2 separate regions of the Mus musculus genome follow, and region 2 is linked to region 1. A link is a contact called in public HiChIP or PLAC-seq data. All regions are on one chromosome and are shown on one strand. The core of a region is the stretch at or near the end of the contact, and the rest is flanking DNA. Distances in the headings are between cores, read along the strand shown.

The links. HiChIP or PLAC-seq counts read pairs in DNA pulled down with a chosen protein or histone mark.
Region 2: a contact with region 1 is called in an H3K4me3 HiChIP or PLAC-seq map of bone marrow-derived macrophages, with 5 times the contacts expected there. The contact joins the promoter of Dock10 here to the enhancer-like site in region 1. A contact is called at or near these places in 3 of 39 promoter capture datasets (the C10 cell line and the HPC-7 cell line), 1 of 15 datasets of contacts at CTCF or cohesin (CD8 T cells), 1 of 484 Hi-C or Micro-C datasets (bone marrow-derived macrophages), 7 of 115 datasets of contacts at active chromatin or transcription factors (CD8 T cells, bone marrow-derived macrophages, large pre-B cells and 3 more) and 4 of 9 other capture datasets (adipose tissue, liver, macrophages and 1 more).

The regions. Positions count from the first base shown.
Region 1 is chr1:80,605,989-80,613,200 of GRCm38.p6, reverse strand. Dock10 (dedicator of cytokinesis 10) reads left to right here. Exons shown (of 56, transcript NM_175291.4): 5 at 6,576-6,648; 6 at 6,914-7,036. Among named protein-coding and RNA genes, the nearest start is that of Dock10, 150 kb to the left of the region's middle. Within about 2 kb of position 3,375, at least 10 of the 459 cell types and tissues checked have an H3K27ac peak or open chromatin away from gene starts, as enhancers often do. A contact at or near this core is called in bone marrow-derived macrophages, where this site is marked.
Region 2 is chr1:80,754,530-80,761,741 of GRCm38.p6, reverse strand. Dock10 (dedicator of cytokinesis 10) reads left to right here and starts at 3,189. Exons shown (of 56, transcript NM_175291.4): 1 at 3,189-3,416. The coding sequence starts at 3,294.

The DNA of each region.
Region 1 (7,212 bases), core at 2,126-4,625:
AGAGCTTGCCAGTGTGGCTAGTCTTGCTACCTGTCTTGCTCTAAGGATCTACCCACTGTCTGTGTCTCTAACTCTGAAGTTACAGGTGGGCTACCATGCCCATCAACATTTACAAGGATGCTGGGGATTGAAACCTCCATCCTTGTGCTTCTGTAGCAGCAAATGCTTTGCCCAGTGAATGATCTCCCCTGGCCCTCGCTTTTGAGCAAAACGCTTTCCTCTCTCTCACATACATGGGGCACTTTCACTACCAAATACTAACTTACTATAGTCATGATGTCATGAAAGAAGTAAACACAGTATTTCATGATCACAGAATTCTCCCTCCATTAAAAAGATACAGAAAGCTTGTCCACTGAGGAGAGATTCTGGGCATGATTACCGAGTAAAATTTTCATACCATGCATGGACATATCACCCACATGGTAAGAGAAAATGACTGAAATATTCTTGAGAATTTCATTGATATTATCTAAAGGAAGTTGAAGTAGAGAGTAAAAGGGGGAAAGTCTGCCACAAAGGCAGAAGTCTTAGGTTTTTTTCTTATATCCACATAAAATATATTCTATCACTTAAAGAGTAGAATTCCCTAGTATATGCCCCAGAACAATGAATACTTCAACATTGCATAGTAGAATAAATTTTTAATGATTTTACAAAGCTGAACCCACTCCCTAAAGACTATCCATATTTAGGTCAGTAGAGGAACCAGACTAATTTATTTAGGCCTTATGAGGCTGTTAAAAGTAAATCACATTTGTGCCTCCTGGATTAGAGGAACTCTCCTATGTGCGCCACCAATTCAAATGGATCACTTCTTCTTCCAAGCTGCTAAGGCTACAAAATAAAAATTTAAAAGATGAAATTACAGAAAAGTAGAGAAGAGTGAAACATACTATTTAAATGTACAAGGATGCTAAGCTAATTTTAACTCTAAGAACCCTGTATCTATTTGAGTGTTCGTTCAAAACTGCAAGCTAGCGAGATACATTGCTTTCACCAGAACGTGAAACATAAGGCCTCACATAGTCAACGTAAGGCCTGGGGTTCCTGAGAGAGTCAAATGGCATCAGAAAAATTATGATGCTCCTTAGTTCATTACTGTGTGGGTAAAATATAGAGATAAACAATGTAGAAAACAAAACAAAACAGCAACAAGCAACTTTACCACAGTTGACCTGAGAAAGAAGAATATTTCCCAATAGTATGTTTTTTGGCTAAAGATCAAATCAAGTTTCACCCATTGAACTGGACTAGAAAATGGGCAAAAAGAGAAATTCATTTTAAAGGAAGGAAGCTAAGCATGGCAGGACATACCAAACACTCAAGACATACAAGCAGGAGCTTCTTCTAATCAGGAACTCAAAATCATTTTTACCTACATGGTGTTTTCAGGGCTAGCCTTGGCTATCTGTAACCCTGTCTCAATTTAACAGAAAGAAAAACCCACCTTAGATAAACAGATATTTGTTCAGAGTTAGAATATGCCAGGTGTGATACATAACATGCAAAACTCATAACCACGTATCATAGGAAGAGTTGTTGCGTTTTACATGGGAAATGTGGGCACTGAGTTCACAGACAATAACTAAAGAGGTACTCAGATATTGCCATGATCCTTCTCAGGGCAATAGTAGAATATTTGGGATAAAACTGAGAACCTCTGTAAATTATTACTTACATTAGGTTCAAACTCAAAATATGAAATCCCAGGGCAGTCTTTATCTTCAGACTCCAAAGGTTCTTAGAGACCACCCAGTGCTCCTTCAAGTTGAAATTTGAAGGCAATAGACGGTGGTACAACCTTAATGCTATCTTTAAATGAGAGAAAAAATAATGTTTGATAATCATGCAGACTTCAGGAAAGGACAGCAGGGTGGGGCTATTGCTCTTTTAAGGTAGGGTAAGGGGTGTGTTGCCTTGGACTCCAATAAGAGAAAGAGTCATCAGTCGCTTGGAGTCGCAGACATGGTTTAAACACTGCCTGCCTCCTGCACTCAGAAGCTTTTCCTGCCCAGCTCACTTGCTTTCCTCCACAGGACCTCAGTTATGTTTCTCTCTACCAGGAGGAGGTTTCCCTGGCTCCTCACAGTACCTGCTGTTCCTCACTGTCATCCTAAGTCACACATCTAGGGGTGACCAACCTCAATCACTCTATCTGACACAATTACTTAGTCACTCCTTTCTTTTTGGTTTTCTTTTCCAAATTATTTGTATTAATTCTTTGAGAGTTTCATACAAAATATTTTTATAATATTTGAACCTTCCTCTAAATCCTCATGAATTTGCCCTCATCTCTTTACTCACCCAACTTGTTGTTCTTTTTTTGTTCAAACCCAATGAGTCCAATTTGTACTGTCTAAATACTCTTGGATGTGGTCCCATCCCCTGGAGTATGGTCAACCAACCAGTGTCACACATACATTAATTAATTAAATAATTAATTAATTAATAGCTGGCTCTCCCTTTCCCAGAAGTCACCAGTTTTCAGTAGCTGTGGTAGGGAGTAAGACTTCCTGCTTGCCTCCCAATCCATGCTCTGTTTTGTTTGGCATGAGTTCAGCCAGGTCTTGTACATGCTGTCATGGCTGCTACAAGTTCATATGTGCCCTGTTATGTCTAGAAAATACTACGATGCTCCAGTCATCCACCACCTCTGTCTCTTAAAAAACCTTCCTTACTCCTTTTCTCTAATAATTTCTGAGCCTTCACAGGAGGGAGTATAATGTAGATGTCTCATTAAGAGATGAGTATTTCAAAGCCTCTTATTCCCTGAATATTGACCAGTTGTCTGTCTCTATGCTAACTGGCATCTATTCCAAGGGGGAGCTCTCTGATGAGTGCTGAGAAATGCATTAATCTATAGGTAAAGTGATAAGTCATTAGGAGTTGGATTAATACTTAGCAGAATAATAGTAGTACGTTATCACCTAAGGCCTATGACCTATGTCACCACAAGTTATTGTCCTGAATAATGTGTCCAGTATGTGTTTCATCTTTAGAAGCAAGCCTTAAATTCTATCAAAAAAAAAGTGTTTGGTTATGCCCATAATAGTCATACCACTGTTCGGCATGTCTTGTAATACTGTTTCCACTGAATTTTGCGGTAAAGCCCTATCGCTAATACCACATTTAGAATTATAAAACATGGGGAAAAAATCAGTCCTGACATGGAAGCTTCACCCCTGTTGGCTAGCACTCACAATGCTGGACAGTGCTATGCTTGCTACCAGAAAAGAAAACTAGACATCAATATTGCCCAACTAAGAATCCTATGACTTAGAGTAATGACTGGTCTGGAAAATATATACCCGCTGGGTATGCTCCTGTCATGCGCAGAATGATGTTCTGAAATACAGAGGCATTGAGGAATAGTCAAATCCAGCTGACTAGGAAATGAATCACTTCACATCCTCATTTTTGTGGTGATAGCCCTTAAGATCACCCTCTCTCCAATTTACAAAAATATGTGTGATGACTTAACATGGAAGTTTCCTCCACTCTCTCGTTACTGCCATACCTAATCAGTTAAAAATCCCATAATGCACATGTTTCAGATAAAACATTTCAAACAATTATTTTGCTCTGCAACTTGCCATTTGAACTTGCCCCTAAAATCCAGATGACATATTAGCTCTCATTGGAGAGAGAGAGGAAAATATTGTAGTCAGAGGCTTTAATCTTGTCAATCAAACAAAACTGTGAAAGGACTGGTTCCTTGTTCAAGTGGTATAATATGCTATTACAGAAAAATGGAGTGTGGTAGGAAGTTTTTCTCAGGTCTGAAGGTAATGCTGTGTGTGAAGGCTGCTTCCTCTGCCTTCCCAGGAAGGTGACCATGACCAAAAGGAGCAGAACAAGTTAACGTCACTGTGACAATTAGCCCAGATGAGTTGGAACATCTCTGAGACTCTGCAAAGAAGAAAGATTCTATATTCTTAGTGTTTTCAGTGATGATTTGAAGACATCTTTCCTGATAAAGTCATTTCAAAGAGACATACATCCTCCAATCCTATCTCTTCGGTGTGTTTATAGCCCTTGTGCTCTTCATGTTTATCTCTGTAAAACAGCATGATTTAACAAGACTGGAGCCCCACACATCTGTTGTTAGACAAAGAGCAATAAATCCACAAGTGTTTAAGTTTGAATACTCAACTTTTCCCTATATTTTTAAAAATCTTCCAACTTGTCAGTCAATAAGCTGTGGCCAAAGAATGTAATATTACATGTTATTGGGTTTTTTTATATGAATTAATTTGGGTATGTAAATATATGTTAAATGTATCTATTAGTAGATATGTTTTAAATACCTACCAGACTTCAAAAAGAGATAACCTCCATGGGAAGGGGTAACAGGTGCATTCGTCTCTGTATGAGCAATGTAGAATCCACGGCATCAGCACCCGGTGCTTTAGCCTATCATTTCAGCCCTATTTTCTAAGACAGCCTTGATCATTGAACCTGGAGCTCACACTTTAGCTATAGTGAGTGGCGGTAGCTCCTAAGAACTTCCTATCTCTTATCCACCCAAGCCCAAGGGGATAATCTCCAAATAACACTTACTACAGCTCTTCTTCCCACTTTTACTGTTGAGAAAGACTCTTACCATATGCAAGTTCTGATCAGCGGGTCTCCAGATTTTACAAAGACCACAGACAACACAGTAGAGAAGGAAATTGGCACACTTCATCCATAACACTCAGTCTCAGGTCCTATGTTCATCACAGTAGCTTGTGGGACCCAGGGATGGAAATGGGGCTGGGGGAGCGGGTGATAGTGATAGATGTAAATGCCTTCTAATTTTTGAGAATCTGTTAAGTCATGGACAGTGCTTAACAATGAATGGGATTGTCTTCTGTGCTACCTCTTCCGGTGATGCAGGCACTGTGCTGTCCTTCAGAGGGAGAATCAAAGAGCACTTTACATCCATTAGGTAATATCCTGTGCGAATGCACAGGATGAACTTAAGTAGAAGGAGCCTTTATCCCTCTCCCTTTCTTTTCAGAACACTGTTAGCTCAGGAAGGGATCTATGATGGGATTAACAAATTCACCTCTGGTTTCCTTTTCTCATAGACTGACTCAGATTCTACATGACATGTCATCTGAAAACATTAAATGGGATGTCTGCACATGAGAGACTTTTATGCCTTAATAGGTGGCAAAGGGCTGACCATCAAAGAAAGCTTAAACTTTGAGTGGAGAGTCTGGCTTCTGCCAGCCATTCATTATGAGACAGACTTGAGTCAAGAAAACTTACTTCAAACTTATTTTATCTTCACATATAAAGCCTATGTGTGCCTTCTTGCTTCTCTGGGATGTCTGATCATGCCACAGCCAAATCGGATATTTCTGTGATGCCAAAGGGTGCACACAGCATACATTACTCTATTTGAGTGGGCTTCTGAGGAGCTACCACACGGGCATGACAGAACCTGAGAGCCAAAACATAGCCTGCCTCTGGAGAATCAAGTCCATTCATGCCTGAGGCTGCTTGTGCAATCATCCAGTGACATTGGATATGTCACATACTGGTGACCCAGAAACGCTCACAAAAGTGTCATTGCTTAGTAACCTGCTTCAGAATGCAGGGGGGGGGGCAAAACACTACGACTTATATCCATCCTCTTTGCTCTCTCATTCAATACAAAAAGATATGTACACATCTACATCAGTTTATAACTCCTCCAGATATAAGATACAATTTGCTAAACACATAAAACTCAAGAAGAATGAAGACTGAAGTGTGGACACTATGCCCCTCCTTAGAATTGGGAACAAAACACCCTTGGAAGGAGTTACAGAGACAGAGTTTGGAACTGTGATGAAAGGATGGACCATGTAGAGACTGCCATATCCAGGGATCCACCCCATAATCAGCTTCCAAATGCTGACACCATTGCATACACTAGCAAGATTTTGCTGAAAGGACCCAGATATAGCTGTCTCTTGTGAGACTATGCCGGGGCCTAGCAAACACAGAAGTGGATGCTCACAGTCAGCTAGTGGATGGATCACAGGGCTCCCAATGGAGGAGCTAGAGAAAGTATCCAAGGAGCTAAAGGGATCTGCAACCCTATAGGTGGAACAACAATATGAACTAACCAGTACCCCGGAGCTCTTAACTCTAGCTGCATATGTATCAAAAGATGGCCTAGTCGGCCATCACTGGAAAGAGAGGCCCATTGGACTTGCAAACTTTATATGCCCCAGTACAGGGGAACGCCAGGGCCAAAAAAATGGGAATGGGTGGGTAGGGAAGTGGGGGTGGGGGAGGGTATGGGGGACTTTTGGGATAGCATTGGAAATGTAATTGAGGAAAATACGTAATAAAAAAAATAACTCCTCCATTTAAAATGTGCACTTAGTAGAGATAAGATACAAGGTCCTAAAGGGAAAGTTAACACTTCCCAGAGAAAAAGAACCCCCAGATATTAAGGTTGCAAAGCTTACAAAACCTGAAACAATGTTAATGGAATCGGTGTGATCTTGGGAATGGAAGAAAACAGAAGCAAGATAATCAAATGACAAAATAGACTTTTTTTCTCTCTCTCTTTCTTCTTTTTTAAATATCAGAGCAGAACACAAGCCAGAGAAACTTCCTTCACATTCCTTTGAGGTTGACCATGAAGATGCTGATAAGGATGAAGTAAGTGGCTGTTGCAAGGGACAGGTTAAAGCATGGGGGCAATTAGTTCCTGGCTGCACTGGCTTCTTTGTAATCTCTTTCTAGTGAGCAGCAGGAGCCGGTTGTGTTGGGGCTTTTAGGCAAAATGAATCATGTTTGTTTTGACAGGGAACACGATTATTACGGATGAGTCAAGGAGGAAAAGAAGTCTCCTTTTTAAGTGCAGTGTCTAAGATCTGGGCTCCGCAAGGCTTGGCTGCCTTGCTAATGATGACTTTTGTTTCAGGATACCACATCCCACTCATCATCCAAGGGCGGTGGGGGAGCTGGAGGTACTGGTGTGTTCAAGTCTGGCTGGCTTTACAAGGGGAATTTTAACAGCACTGTGAACAATACTGTCACTGTTCGGGTAAGGACACTTCAAAACCAATCCCGGATCTTCCACCTTTCTGTATATCCCTTCTCAAGGCACAGCATGGAGAAAAGCCATTTGCATGAAATTTATGTTTTCTCTAATATTTTAATTATACAGAAGTCAGAGCCTCTGCTCTAAATGCAATGCTCTGCTGATAAAATTAATCTGAA
Region 2 (7,212 bases), core at 1,940-4,439, 150 kb before region 1:
CAAATTCTAGTCATGCATTACAAAATAGTTACTCTGTTTGAAATGGAGCCTTTTGGAAGCAGAAACTTCAGTGAGCTCTGTAATGCTTGTCACAGAATCTGAGCCCTTCCACAGTTGGTACACCGTGAGTGACTACTGACTGGGGTCACTTCTTTCTGCTACAAGGTTTTGATCTATAACAATTCAGGAGGAAGACGAGAATTATGACCTGAAAGTATGTGATTACAACCTATGCAGTCATTTGTGCCCAGCAAAGCTAGGGGATGCTAACTTAACTCTACAACACACACATTTTGGTCACTATTCAACAATATATCACTTATCCGGTTGCTGTGACAACATATCTGGACCAAATTAGCTGAAAAAACAGTTTACTTGGCTAACATTTTAAGGGTATCCTTCCTCAGAGCAGGGAAGTCATGGCAGAGCTTGAGGAAGCTAGGCACATTGCATCTATAGTCAAGAAGGAGAGAGAGATGAATGCTGTCCTCAGCTTGTTTTGTCTTTTACACTCAGTTTGAGACCTCCCCCCCACCCCACCCCCCGTGGCATGGGGCAAGTAGTACTGCCCACACTCAGGTTGGTCTCTTCACATCAAGTAACCTCATCTAGATAATTTCTCACAGACCTGCCTAGAGACTTGTTTCCATGGTGATTCCAAATCCCATCAAGCTGACAGTAAGACCATCACATACAATATTCAACATCTTTAAAAATTCTCTTATTTTAGAGATACAGAACCATACTGATTGTGTTCCTATAATGATATCTCTTAACATAAAAAAAAACATAAAAAGGTGAGACTGGAAGACAGTTCATTTATTAAGAGCACTGAGTCCTCTTTCAAAGGACAAGGGTTTGTTTTTCATTACCCATAAATATCTGTAACTCCAGTTCCAGTGTATATGATACCTTCTACTGGCTCCCAAGGGTACCAGGGACACACACACACACACACACACACACACACACACGTATATGTGTATGTGTACGTGTACATGTATATGTATTTGTATGTGTATATGTATATGTTTATATGCCACTCAGTAGCAACTCACAGTGTACCCACTGTGAAAGGGCTCTGACTCTGACAAGCAGTACAGAGCTCACTGAAGTTTCTGCTTCCAAAAGGCTCCGTTTCAAACAGAGTCACTAACTTGTAAAACATGACTGGAAATTTGCTAGGAAGAGGAGACAGACGGTGGTAAGCAGGATCCTGACTTCTACTCCCAGGTATCTGCAATTCCATGGGTGACTGTGACCTAGAAGTGTAAGCCAAGTAAGTCCTTTCCCCTTCAGGTTGATTTTGGCCAGAGTGTTTCAACACAGCAAAATAAGTTCAAACCTCAACTGTTGCTGTACCCAAGATGCACTCTAATACAAGTTCTACGTCCTCCTTCTCAGTTGATTCACAACATTATTGGGACATGGATAGAGGAAACACACACACACTCGTTCACAAATCCTTCCATACCAGCGGATGGTAGTGACCTCCCAGAGCTGGAGAGGGTAAAACTGGTGTCAAGAATAAAACTAAAAGTGATTTCCTGATACATGATGCAGTTGAAGACATGGTTGCATGTGCTATTCAGTGTATTGCTCTGCTCATGTTCAACTTGACACAACCGAGAGTCTCCTGGGAAGGAGGAATGACCCTCGGTTGGAGAACCGCCACTATCAAGTTGGCCTGTGGCCATATCTGTGAGAGATTGTCTTGATTGATGATTGATATAGGAAGGCTCAGCCCACTGTGGGCATCACTACCCCTGAGCATCAGGACCTTGACTGAGTAAGATAAGATGAACGGAACTGAAAGCACCCAGATCTAAGCACAATGCATCCTCTCTTCCTCAAGTTGATTTTAGCCAGAGTATTTCAACACAGCAAAATAAATTCAAACCTGAACTGTTGTACCCAAGACACACTATGACTCATGTTCTGTTACTACAGTCTTTGCTTCTAGACCATTTTTCTTTTCTTGCCATCCTCCTGCCTCAGCACTCAAGTCTTTGACTGCCTCAGACTTCCTGAGCCTTTGAGAGTCGTGCATAATCATGAGTTATTCAGTTATACTATACACCAGACAGTATTCTAAAACAGGGGGGGAAATGGTTACAGTTTGTCAAAAAGTTAAGACAGAGTCACACTGTGTGTAACCCAGATTTTCCTCAAAGAGAGCCTGTTAGCCTACTATGTGAGAAACACCAGGCACACCACAAGCTAAAAAAAATGTTTTTAACTTTAGAAAATCCAGAGGCCACAGATCCACAAAAAGGCCCTTAAGAAATCCAGAATGTCCACACAGCTCTCCCAGGAGCCTTGGTCTTTCACCCACCCACACTGGGCAGAGAACCACCCTGCATGTGACTCCAGATAAGAATTTTAGAATACTTTAATCAGATAGCTCGAGGCAAGGGTGGGGGGGGATTTGATAAGAAAGCAGAAAAATAGACTAAGAACCACCCACCCTGTCCTACTCACCCTACCCTGTAACCCAACAGCAGTTCTTATTCATCCTAATTTCCACCCTGAAATCCCTTACATTACCCAGATAGACACTAGATTTTAATTCAAATTAGTATGCAAAGTTAAGGAGGCATTTGGTAAACCATCCTATATGGTCTTATTTACAAGAGCAGTGTAGCTGGTATAGAGTAGGGACGCAGTTGAGGAAAAATTGGCGGAAGGTGTGAATTCACACCGACTATCCCAAGACCAAGTAAGGAATCTGGGTCCCCTAGAGACTTCAAAGTAAGGGGCCCAGCCACCAGAGGGATCCTTACTTAATAAAACCTCTGACCCACCTCCAAGGGTGCACAGGATACCTAAGATCAACCCTTCTCCACTTCCTAACCTCAGAATGTAGGTCTGATCCTCAAAAAAACGCCAAATCCCCAACCCTCTATGAGCATCGGATTGAGAATAGGGCGGTAAGCAGGTCCCAGCAGAGGCAGCCCGGCATCAGTACCGAGTCGCGGGTGGGCGGCGCGGGTGGAGCCACCCCCACGCGCGTCCCGCTGCAGATGCGCCCTAGCCAGGCAGAGTTGGCCGCGCCGCCCGAGAGGCGCAGAGTTTGCAAAGTCGCCGCGGAGCTTGAGCGGGAGCGAAGGGGGTGGGCAGAGTGGGGGTGCGCGCGAGAAAAACCCGCCTCTTGTGAGTTGAGCGGGGAAGAGGGGGGGAAAGGCTCTGAGTTCCGCTTCCTGAACGGCGGGTGGGTAGAACAGGCTGGCGCGGCCAGGGGACCGGCGGGACACACTCGCTCCGGGGCCGAGGCGCGAGCGGCACGGCCCGCGATGGCCGGGGAGCGGACCCGCAGGTTCACCCGGAGCCTGCTGAGACCGGGACAGGCGGCCGAGCTCCGGCACAGCGCCGCGTCTGCCGCCGCGGTGGCCGTCAGCAGCCGTCAGCAGCAGCGGGTGAGTGCCCTGCGTCCCTCGCGCCACGGCGGGGCTTGCCCAGGGACCCCAGACAGGCCTTGTCGCCAGCCCTGTGAGCCCCTGCACGGGAGCTAGCTTGTCCTCCACCCCGAATTCGCTCCCCCACAGAGCGACCCCGGAGTCACCTCCTCCAAGCAGTGTCACCAAAGAATTAAGGACCAGAGGCGCATTGGGGGACTTTAGGAACGCGGGACGCTTAGATGAGCAGCTGCGTGGGAGAGCGTGTGCCTACGTTTTAAGGGGGGTGGAGGAGGCGGGAATGCATCCAGTCTGGCTCAAGGTGACAGGGTGACAGGGACCTGGGGCGGCGGGTGGGGGCGGGATAAAGGGGTGGGGGGAGCTAAATGGATGGAACCTGTAGATCCACAAGTCTGCGCGCCCCTCTCCTCCCCGTGGAACCTAGAAAAGATGTAGTGAGCTAGCTCTTCAGCCAGACCAAAGCTGAAACCCCCACCTTCTATCTAGTGAGGAAAATCTGCAATTTGCACAGATCTCCCTCCCCCCACAGGCTGGAACCCAACCAGCCACTTTATACTGTTGCAGAAAGAGCTGGGGGAAACTGGGATGAAGGGGACGTGGGTTATTAAGTAGCCAGTGGCTTCTGGTGTGTTTTGAAGCGATTTCACGGGAATCTCCTTCCAGAAGGTTTCCCCTGGTTACTTCCTTGTCGAAATGCCTTCTAAGTATTGGGTGATTTCCGCGGGAAGTCCCTGAGGCAAAAGCCAGCATCAGGTGCCCAAATCATACCCGTGCATCACGAGATATTCATAAATTCCAGTAGGTGTCACACTAAGGGATGAAAGCAGCAAGCAGGGAGCGCACATCAACTGTGGTAGAAATGGGTAGCCCGTAGGGAGTAGCCTTCCAGCAAGAGTGGGGCTCAGCCACGGAGCTCTTGGCCTGACTTTGTTGGACCAGAATCCTCGTTGTGGGTTTCATTTTCCTTTTTTTTGCCAGTAAATACCATTAGGAATTAAACAACCCTATTTAAGAGTGTCAAAGTGTTGCCTTTGCCAGTCACCGAAGAGGAGGGAGCCAGATCTGGTCAGAGCCAGTTCCCACAGCCAGAAGCCTCTCTTAAAGCCAGAGGTCGGGAAGCTGAACAGAGCGGAAGCAAATTGCCTGGCAGAGGGACCAGAGCAGCAAATGCACAGAGGGTGGGGGGTGGGGGTGGGGGATGGGGAAGCCTGGAGTGTGAAAAGAACTGGTAGCCAGGCTGCCCTTTCCTTCCCTTTCCCTCACCACTGGCTGCAATATGCAGCTGCCAGAGACAATTCAACTGTTACCTAATCCCTTGACAGTGCCAGCCTGTGGTTTTGATATCTGTATGCATATTTTTAAGGAAGAACAGACAAACTGTCAAAAACGGGCCATTCTGAAAAGCGGGTGGAGCTATTACAGAATCAGACACACATAAGACAGTAATTTTACCTTGTAAAGCAGTGGTTCTCAACCTCTGAGTCTTGACCCTTTGGGGTTCAAAGGACCCCCCTTCCACAGGGGTTGCCTGAGACCTTTGGGAAACACAGTTACCTGACAATTCATAAAAGTAGCAAAATTCCAGATATGAAGTAGTAACAAAAGTAACTTTCTGGTTGGGGGTGGAGGAGTCACCACAACTTGAGGAACTGTATCAAAGGGTCTCAAGATGAGGAAGGTTGAGAACACTGTCTTAGGGGATTCCTTAGGTTTGTGCTTTTGTTATTCTGTCATTTGCTTTATGTTAAAATTGCTTTGCCATTAATTCATTTTAGGGACTCTTTGTAAAAACATAACAAGGTTTAGCATCCACCTCGAAGCAATAGCATGGCTTCTTTTATTTGTGTCTTGTTTTGCAGTGGATTCTCATAACGTTTCTGCAGCAATGGAATTTTTATAAATATTATGTATCCCTTCTAAACACACACACACACACACACACACACACACACACACACACCCCTCCAAGACGACCTTACATTTGAAACCCTAGTGAGGTCTTGTCACAGTGAATGAGCACAGTGTTCTTAAGGGTAGCAGTAAGGGGCACTTCACTGGCACAGGTGCCCAGCCTTCCTCACTTCAGCACCTTGGCCAACACTCCAGAACCAGCTCTTGCCAAGATATTTCAAGGGATAGTACACATCTAGGCAGGCAGGGCTGGCAGTGATTTTGGCAGGAAGACATGAGCTCTGCTCTCTCCCCTACCCCTACCGTTTCTCCTGAAAGGAAGCAGGAAAGGTTGGTTTGGTTTTTTTTTTTTTTTTTTTTTTCACTCATTACCACACTCAGTGGGACCAAGAGGGCCACTGTACCTAAAGCCTCAACATTAGCCTACATGGTACATGTTCATCAGAGGTTTGCATTGATCCAGCTTCTTCAAGCTCTATAGGTCTGCTGCTCTGTGTTCTCAAAGACTGTTTGTCAAAGGGAAGTGGGATGACGAAGATATGACGGGGAGACAAAAGGATAATGAGAACATATTGTGGTTTGTCTATTTTAATACAAGGTAGTAGATGAGTGTCTGTGTGCTGCAGCGAACGGTCCTCTCTTATACCGAGGGGCTCAAGGAACTTCTAGTGAAAAAAAAAATCTATTTCACTTCTAAGTTTATAGTCTTTTTCTGAAAGCCTTTCAGAATGCTACAGAGGTTGTTATAAATCTTGGCCTGTGTTCTCACTAATAAAGATGGATGAGGGGGTCAAATTAACTACACCTGAGATTGAGATGAAGTCTTTGAAATATATTTGGGGTGTGGAGACCAGAGATCAAGGGAAACTGACTGAAGAACATGACCAAGGCTAGCTTTGACGGCAGCTGCCACAGGAAGTAGAATGTCACAGCAAAGGTGATGTCAGTGTTAACCAAACCACTCTACTATGTGTGCATGCAGACTCCTGGCTTGGACCTATCACATTTTGCCTCTCTCTAAGAACTATTATGTACAATGGATATTTTGAACAGACACGGTCCCTTTAGTTACTGTAGAAAATTAATGACTAATAACTTATTTTATGGCCAAATCATAATACTAAGTCAATTTCCTGAAATTGCTTTGTCTGCTATCATATGAATAAGCTTTTCTAGTGTAGAATTTGAGTTCTAGTGGGATTGTAGATATACCTCCCATGTTAGGACTTGAGTGTTTTATCACCATAGTTCAACACACATGCACATACCAGGTTAGTTTTAGAGGGTTACTGCCACTAGTTTGAAATAAGAACGTTTCTTCAAAAATAATGAGCTGTGTCTATCCTTTGCATGAATTATCTTACATACATTACTTTTTACTATTCACTAACATATAAGCTTAAGACATGTATACGTTTCTGCATGTATGTATGATTACATTGCAAACAAATACCTTTAACAAGAATACTTAAGTTTTATGCAAGTACCACATCAGATCTGTAATGTGCTTATGGAAGGAACGAATTTAGGTGGTCAGAATAACAAAAGGCTTTGGGCAACATGGAAAACATCAAATGGCGCACAGGCAGAAGGACACATGCCAAGGTCAATTTGTGCCTGAATGTGCACTGCCTAGACCACATGTGCAATTTAATGCACTTATGGTGGTTTCTCTGTAACTCATCCTTAATTTTATATAATCTGTTATTAACTTAAAGAGGAAACAGCCTGCCAGAGTGATTGCAGTTAACCATGATGTTCCTATGCCTACCCACTCAAGCAGGGTAAGCAGTAAAGGAAGAAAGTGCTTGTCCCATAATTGCAAGAGTCCTGTCTGCTTGCTCTGATTCTTCTAAGTGTGGTATCTACTTACAATACTACTTTT